Regions from separate parts of the Hordeum vulgare genome. Here region 1 is linked to region 2. A link is a contact called in public Hi-C data. All regions are on one chromosome and are shown on one strand. The core of a region is the stretch at or near the end of the contact, and the rest is flanking DNA. Distances in the headings are between cores, read along the strand shown. Region 1 holds the start of LOC123424922 (ferredoxin-dependent glutamate synthase, chloroplastic). Region 2 holds the start of LOC123424921 (ankyrin repeat domain-containing protein 2A).

What was found. Hi-C and Micro-C count contacts between places; a contact is called where the count stands out from the background.
Region 1: a Hi-C map of leaf shows a contact between it and region 2, with 4 times the contacts expected there. The contact joins the promoter of LOC123424922 here to the promoter of LOC123424921 in region 2. A contact is called at or near these places in 5 of 6 Hi-C or Micro-C datasets (leaf and seedling) and 1 of 1 datasets of contacts at active chromatin or transcription factors (embryo).

What each region holds. Positions count from the first base shown.
Region 1 is chr2H:56,818,674-56,822,388 of MorexV3_pseudomolecules_assembly, forward strand. It overlaps LOC123424922 (ferredoxin-dependent glutamate synthase, chloroplastic), which reads left to right and starts at 1,810. Exons shown (of 33, transcript XM_045108608.1): 1 at 1,810-2,265; 2 at 2,967-3,279; 3 at 3,668-3,715. The coding sequence starts at 2,044.
Region 2 is chr2H:56,565,953-56,569,806 of MorexV3_pseudomolecules_assembly, forward strand. It overlaps LOC123424921 (ankyrin repeat domain-containing protein 2A), which reads right to left and starts at 1,962. Exons shown (of 6, transcript XM_045108605.1): 1 at 1,767-1,962; 2 at 1,532-1,619; 3 at 947-1,011. The coding sequence starts at 1,832.

The DNA of each region.
Region 1 (3,715 bases), core at 560-3,059, 250 kb after region 2:
GTATTTTTTGAAACTACCAAATTTGTTCCATCACTCACCATCTACTTTGGTTGGGGAGATTTTTGAGCTGGTCCCTTTAAACCGAAAGGGTGTGAGTAGCTTGTTTAAACTTCTGTTATAATAATTAGACATCAGGAGTACATCCAGTATCTTCCTCATCCCCTATCAATGTTCAAATATTGCCCCTGGTTGAATGGCAAATAGATGATTGTTCCATGCATGTCAATTCATCCTCTCAAATGGAAGAAACAGCTAATGACATGTCTGAGACATCAAGCTAGTTCACCAATACTTATATTGGATGGATCTTATAGTGTAGTAGATGGCTCATACGGTGCTAGTATGATTTCCAGGAATGAGATCGACACATTGTATCCACAACATGTAGATGCTTATTCCTCTTCTCCCGAGCACTTTGTGATAGGAATAAGTGTGACTATGGAGGGCATTGCCTTGGCCATGTAGTGGAATAATTTGCAAATCATCATTCATACATACTGCCCTACAAAAAATCAACTCCATATCATGCAATATAAAATAAAAGGGCGCATTTCGTCAACCTTCTCGATGGAATTAGACATATTACGGTATTCATGTGCTCGCTTTTCCAAAAGACCGGTAGAGAGCAAAACATGGCTGCAATTGCTTTAGAGAACGTGCAAGATTTGGACATAGGGGCCGAACTTGTTTCACATCCAGTATTAGCTGATCCAACACTCTACTAGAGTAATAAAATCTCGCATTTCCATAGATAGGCCCAAAGCTTAGCGAAGGTCCCGTTTTTCATGTTTAATGTGTATGCATGTGATGGTTGGTGTGGGTTAAATTTGACCGTCACAAATAATTCATATGATGTGACGCTCACACATGCACAATTTTCATTTGATTCCTAAAATCAAATCATAACACATTTACATACACATTCGTTAGAAACACAATAAAGGCAAACAAATCATAACATGTCTATCCGTAATAAAATCTTAGCATATTTACATATAATAAATTAATACTTTCTCTGTATCTAAATAATTGTAGTCGAGGAGAACTAGTTTATTTTTTTAACTACTACTCCCTCTGTCTAGAAATACTTGTCATGAAAATGAATGTATCTAGATGCATTCTAGTTTTAAATACATTATATTTTATCTATTTATGCGACATGTAATTCCGAACGAAGGGGTATTATTCATGGACAGAGGGAGTATAATAAATAAACAAAAACATAACACACATTCAAGTACGCGTCCCTTAAAAACACTGGCAAATGCATTCCTCATCCAACCGCCCAAAAATAACCAAACAAAGTGGCCCAACACAGAACACGCCGTGGCCCCGTCCACAGTACTTCGTGTCATTCTTGGATCTCCCATGACGAGCAACACATGAACCACGCTGCGGTCCACCGCCCCCATCCGTCTCCCCAATAATCACCCCTCTACAAAACGTCAAAACCCCTAAACCCCGGTCCAAAATCCCAGCCACCTCCCCTCCCCCCATCCAGAGGCCCCACCAAAAGCCGCCGCAAGCCCCACCCCGGTTTTAAAAACCACACAAACCCAACCGCGGCCACCCCCCTCCTCGCCCTCCCGTTCGCCCAGCGGCCCCTTTCCTGATCCATCCGCCCGGTCGCGGTTCCCTGCGCCTGCCCGTCGCTCGCCTCTCCGTGCGCCCGAGAGGCGCAGCAGCAAGCAAGCCGGCCCGCGCTCGCTCGTCGCCGTCTATAAACTACTCCCCTCCTCTCCTCCCCTCCGCACCACCCCCCATCACCCACCCACCCCTCTCCCCCTCCCCTCCCCTCGCCTCCCCGCGCCCTATCCTCTCCTCTTCCACACGATCCCGGCCTTGTCCGCTTCCGCATTCCCTCCCCACCACGCGAGCGCCGGCCCCTCCTATATCTACCTCGCTGCCGCGCGCCCCCGCAGCCGCGTGTAGTGGTGGTCGCGGTGGTGGTGGTGGTGGTGGTGGTGCTGATATCTAGCTAGAAGTTCCGGTAGGGGGGAACGACGACTCGCTCTCTCGCGTCGCGCGTGACCTGACCGGATCATGGCCGCCACGCTCCCGCGCGCGGTGGCGCCGCCGCCGGCGCTGCTCCCGCTCCCGCGCGCCGCGCCGCTGCTCCTCGCGGGCCGCGCCGCCGCCCGCAGGCTCCGGGCCAGAGGGGCCCGCACGCCCGCGCTCGCGGCCACGCGCCGGAGCTGGGCCGTCTCCGCCCGCGCCGTGCTCGACCTGCCGCGCCGCCGGGCGCCGCAGAAGCCCGTGCAGGAGGTATGTTCGCTTTGCTTCCCCACCCGCCGATCAGGTGCTCGTCTCGCGATTGGGTTTGGTTTCGAGGGTTGGGGTTTTCCTAGGTTCGGATTGCAAGGTGCGGTTATCAGATTGGTTTGTTTATACGAGGTCACGGGTCATGGTCTGTTTTGACGGATCATAGCCTTTTGCGCTGTAATATGTTTCTGATTGCAAAAAAAAAATCGTTGGGAAATTTGGGCGAGACCAGGATTCAGGAGTCAAGCCCAGGTATCTCCTGAGTCCTGACTACTGTATCGGGTGATAAGGTTCTATGTTGACTCCCTAGTTCATTGCATGTGCTAGTATTTTTTGGTACCTAGCTCATGATGATGCACTTGCATACTATCGCTTTTGTTATGTGGTGTTACTTTCACGAGATTTTTAAAGTACATAGTATGGCAAGTGCACAAAACACAGCGAATGCAGGTGCAATAAACAAGTGCGTGCTAATGAAAGGTTAGGTGACAGCTGTGGTGGTAGGTACTAATCACGATCAAGTTCCTGGAGTACGACATTGTGTAATGCATAGGTGGAGAATTTGGAAAGTACTACCAATTCTCCATGACCGTTCTGGAATGTGTTTGAATGGGCTCTGACCTGTGAGCTGTGACAGTCATGAGTAATAAACCATATGTGCTGTTCTTTATATTTGACATTAGGAATTGCTTTTTTTTTTTCAGGCTGCGGATTTGAACGATATCTTAGCAGAACGTGGAGCTTGTGGTGTTGGGTTTGTCGCAAACTTGAGTAATGAGCCTTCGTTCAACGTTGTCCGTGATGCTCTTACAGCTCTTGGGTGCATGGAGCACCGTGGTGGCTGTGGAGCCGACAACGACTCTGGTGACGGGGCAGGATTGATGAGCGGCATACCATGGGACTTGTTTGATGACTGGGCCAGCAAGGAAGGGCTTGCTCCTTTTGAAAGAACACATACAGGTGTAGGCATGGTCTTCCTTCCACAAAACGAGAATTCCATGGAAGAAGCAAAAGCTGGTAATGATTCTGATGCTTTACCACAATACGCCGCCCACATTGTGGATAATTTCTTGTCTTCCTTTTTTGCCGGGATTTTGTCTTTAAAGTGCGACACTTCCTAGTTTTATATGGTCCGAGATTTCTGCTTGGCGATGCATGTCCTAGTAAATCTGAGTCCGATCTCTTCGGACTCGTAATGCTGCCATACTTTGGTTGCAATGCCATCGTGGTGCTTGAAACCTATGCTTGGAAAGTTTTTTTGCAGGAAAAGTTTGTGCCCTTGGTATAAGAACTTTCCAAAAGGAATTTATTTATTTTGTATTGACAGTCAAATTACACATGTGATTTTTCAGCTCTACTGTATCACAACACACACAGCTTACTAAGAGTCTATTCATTTTTGCAGCTGTTGAGAAGGTTTTTACAGATGAAGGCCTTGAGGTTCTTGGCTGGA
Region 2 (3,854 bases), core at 712-3,211:
CTTGAGATATTGGGTCACGCCGGCATGCTCAACTATCGGCCCATATCAACCCCTCTCGACACCCGCGCGAAACTCTCCTCCACCGACGACAAGCTTGTCACTGATGGTTCCACTACCGCAGCCTCGCCGGTGCATTGCAGTATCCGACAGTCATGCGCCCCGACATCGCTCATGCCGTCCAACAAGCTTGCCTCTTTATGCATGATCCCCGTGAGCCGCATCTTCAGCTTGTCAAAATGGATCCGACGCTATGTGCAAAGTACGACTCATCTTGGTCTTCGCATCCACAACGCCGCTTCATCCCATGACCTAGTGGCTAACTCTGCCAAGGATTGGGCCGATTGCTCGGACACGAGGCCCTCCACCTATGGCTTCTGTATGTATGTTCATCGAACCAAACATGGTGTCCTAGTCCTGTAAGGGCGAGAACATTGTGGCAGGTTCTAGTGTAGAAGCAAAATCTTGCTGGCTCCATCAACGTCTCACCGAGCTCCATCAAGCCACCCTTGTGTTCCACGACAATGTCAACGCAATGTACCTCTCCTGGTTCAACACCAACGCACTAAGCATGTCAAGATCAACATACCTTGTTCGCCAACGTGTCAGCATGTACTAACTTCTTCCTAATTCGCGGGCATCTTCACAAAAGGCTTACCGAGGACCGTCTTCAACGACTTACGTTCTTTCATATCCCATTTTGACTGCGCAATGGGGGAGGGGACAAGTCAGCTGCCACGTCTACAGCACCACCCGAGCGTCCGCTTCCGGTGTCACGCACGAAGCATGCGCTCATGTTTGTATTGTGGATTCTGTTGTAACAACCTAGCTGCCGTTGTGTGCTTCGGCGTGCATATATTTAACACTGAACTGTGAATAGAAACTACGGTGAAATCTACTCTGCAACTCAATAATATAAACAGACATAAAAGAGCAGTAGCTTTCTTACCGCACCATTTTGAATCAAGTACTCCACCACAGCAAGATGCCCATTGGCAGAAGCCATATGAAGAGCTGACAGTGATGAGGAAATGGTCAGGTACCTCACTAATTAGTCTAGGAGATCAATCTAAAATGAAAGCAGTCTACAAGAATGTTTGGTTGAATTATCAAAGTTAGTCACTGAACTTCGAATTAATTTGAAAGGGCTCGGTTTTCAGAGAATTTATATAGTTAAGTTATGGTGTGCAGCTTGCACATGGTGGCTTAATAAGAACAACATGGAAAATATATGACAGTACTTCATTTGTAAGAAACTTACAAGAGAAATTAAAAGACTATATGGCACGCAGATTCATTAAACATCGGGCTTCTGTTGAACCACTCAAATTCAAGCCAAAGACACCATATAATCTACCAATATAAGAGTATACTATTGTGTTCAGAACTTCGTATGGCACGCAGCGTGATATATACGGAGGGAGTACATGACAGCTTCTACACCACACTGACATAATAACATAAGAAAAGCATCTGAACAGAAAACTAAGAGCAACCGAGACAGTAAAACTTGAACAAGGGGAATCGAACCAACCCGTCCGGCCTTGCGAATCTGCGGAGTCCAGGGGAACACCGGCGGAGAAGAGGGCGACGACGTCTTCCAGCTCGTCGTACCTCGCGGACTGGCAGAGCAGCACAATCAAGACACACCACTCCCGTCAGTTAATCGCACAAACAGTACACCCCGATGACGAAAAAAATAGAGAGTACGAACAAGGGAAGTAGAACCCGGGGAGATGAGGTGGTGTGCGGGGAGGTTTGGGGCTTACGTCGATAAGATCCTGGGCCTGCTCGGCGGTGGCGGCGGGGGTTGGCTGCGCAGATTCGACGCCCATCGCTGAGCACGAGAGCAAGCTAGGTCGGCTGGGAGGAAGAGGGAAGTTGGAGTCGCGGTGCCGCCGGCTGCGCTTGATGCTGCTACGGTTTCCCTGCGTACGGCGGCGGCGGCGGGTTGCCAGGGCAACCCCTCAGCACAAGTTGGCGTGTGTGGGCTTCTTCTCGGCTTATGGGCTTTCTTCGTCAGTTATTAGTTTCTATTTTTTTGGCCCGCGCTCCTTCGGGAGCCTGCGAGGGAGCACTTTCGTGCGCAGTTACTTCAAGCTTTCTTAGGATCTATTTAGAACCACCCAGATTATATAATCCAGTTTTTTAATCTATTTTGTTTCCAAACAGGACAGCTTATGGTGTAGATTATAAAAACTAGATGAATAAATTATTAAAAACTCGTAATCTATTCTATATCAGCTAAAACTAGATGAATGGATTGCTAATGACCCATTACCCTTTTAAAGTTTGAGACAATTACATACCTACCACCGCCACCCTCCTCTTTAAAAAAACAGAGGACAGACAGGTCATTATGCAATGTAAAACCTGGATTACAGTTTATATAATCTGGCCTTCAAACATGGTCACCTAGATTATTTTTATAAACCAGATTATATAATCTATCTTCATAATCCAGATTATCATAATTTATTATGGTTCCAAACATGGCCTTAGCCATCATCACGTATCATGCTTTGAACGCTTCTTCCGAATTTTATTATTTTTATTTCTTTACAAGCCTTTTTAGGATATATTTTTCTCATTTTTGGTGTTTTGATTTTTCAACTGACTTTCTTAGCTTTTTAACAAAAATAATTAAAAAAATCACAAAAAACGAATTTTTTTGTTTTTTTTGACATGCATGGTTTTGACTTCGCGAGCCATGCCTCTCGAAAATGAAAAAAATGCATTCTTTTACGATAGGCACGGTTTTGCTTCGGTGAGAGGCACGATTTCTGTGCCTTTCGAAAAGGAAAAACACGTTTTCTATTTTTTTTTCCTCAGAGACATGGTTTTGCTTCTACGAGAGACACAATTTTGCCTATGTAAGAGGCACGTCTGTGCCTATCGGAAAGGGAAAAACAGGTTTTGTTTGCGGGCGACACGATTTCTCTTCCATGAGAGTCACGATTTTGCCTATGTTAGAGGCACGGTCGTGCCTCTAGTAAAGGAAAAAAATATGAAAAAATGTGTTTTCTATTATTTTTTGTTGCGAGAGGTACTTTTTTAATCCGTTTTTTTAAGAAAAAAAAGTTCGTCAAAACCTATCAAAATCAAATCTAGTTTTAAAGATCTCGGCGCCAAAAATCCAACGGTCAAAACGGTTCGAAATTTGGATGCATGATGTAGTAGATAAAACATTTTGAAATACGAATCTAGGAAAAAAAGGAAAACACCCAGTTATGACAAGTGGCATGCATGCAGTGCGCTACTTGTCGCAACCTGGAGGTGGGAGTGATCCCTAATTAGTGATTTCGCCTATGCGCCGCTCATTACGGTGAACTGTCAAGTGTACGAACAGGGGGTCACTCGATTGGCCCGGCCTATTTTTTTTCTTAAGAATCTAATTTTTTATATTTTTTCTGTTCCTTTTCCCTTTTCTGTTTACTTCCTTTATTTTTTTTTGGTTGGTTTTTTCTTTCCTTTTTTAATTTTCTTTTCGAATATGAAGCAAAAACATTTTCCGGTTTCGAAGAATATTTTTTGAAAATCTAGAACAATTTTTTAGTTTATGAACAACGTTTTAAAATGGCAATTTTAATAATCTGGAACATTTTTGAAGAGAAAGAACATTTTTCTAAATTTAAGAAAGAAATTGCAAAGAGAAACTTAGTTTAAAAATTCAACAATTTTCTTTATATTTCATGTTTTTTGAAAAATCGAATATTTTTTGAAAAATTTCAAATATTTTTTGAAAATCCAGAACAATTTTTGAAGTTATTTAAAAAGACAGCAAGTACTTAAAATTTGGAACAATTTTTAAAAAAGCAAAGACATTTTTTGAATTTGAAGAACAATTTTTGAAAATC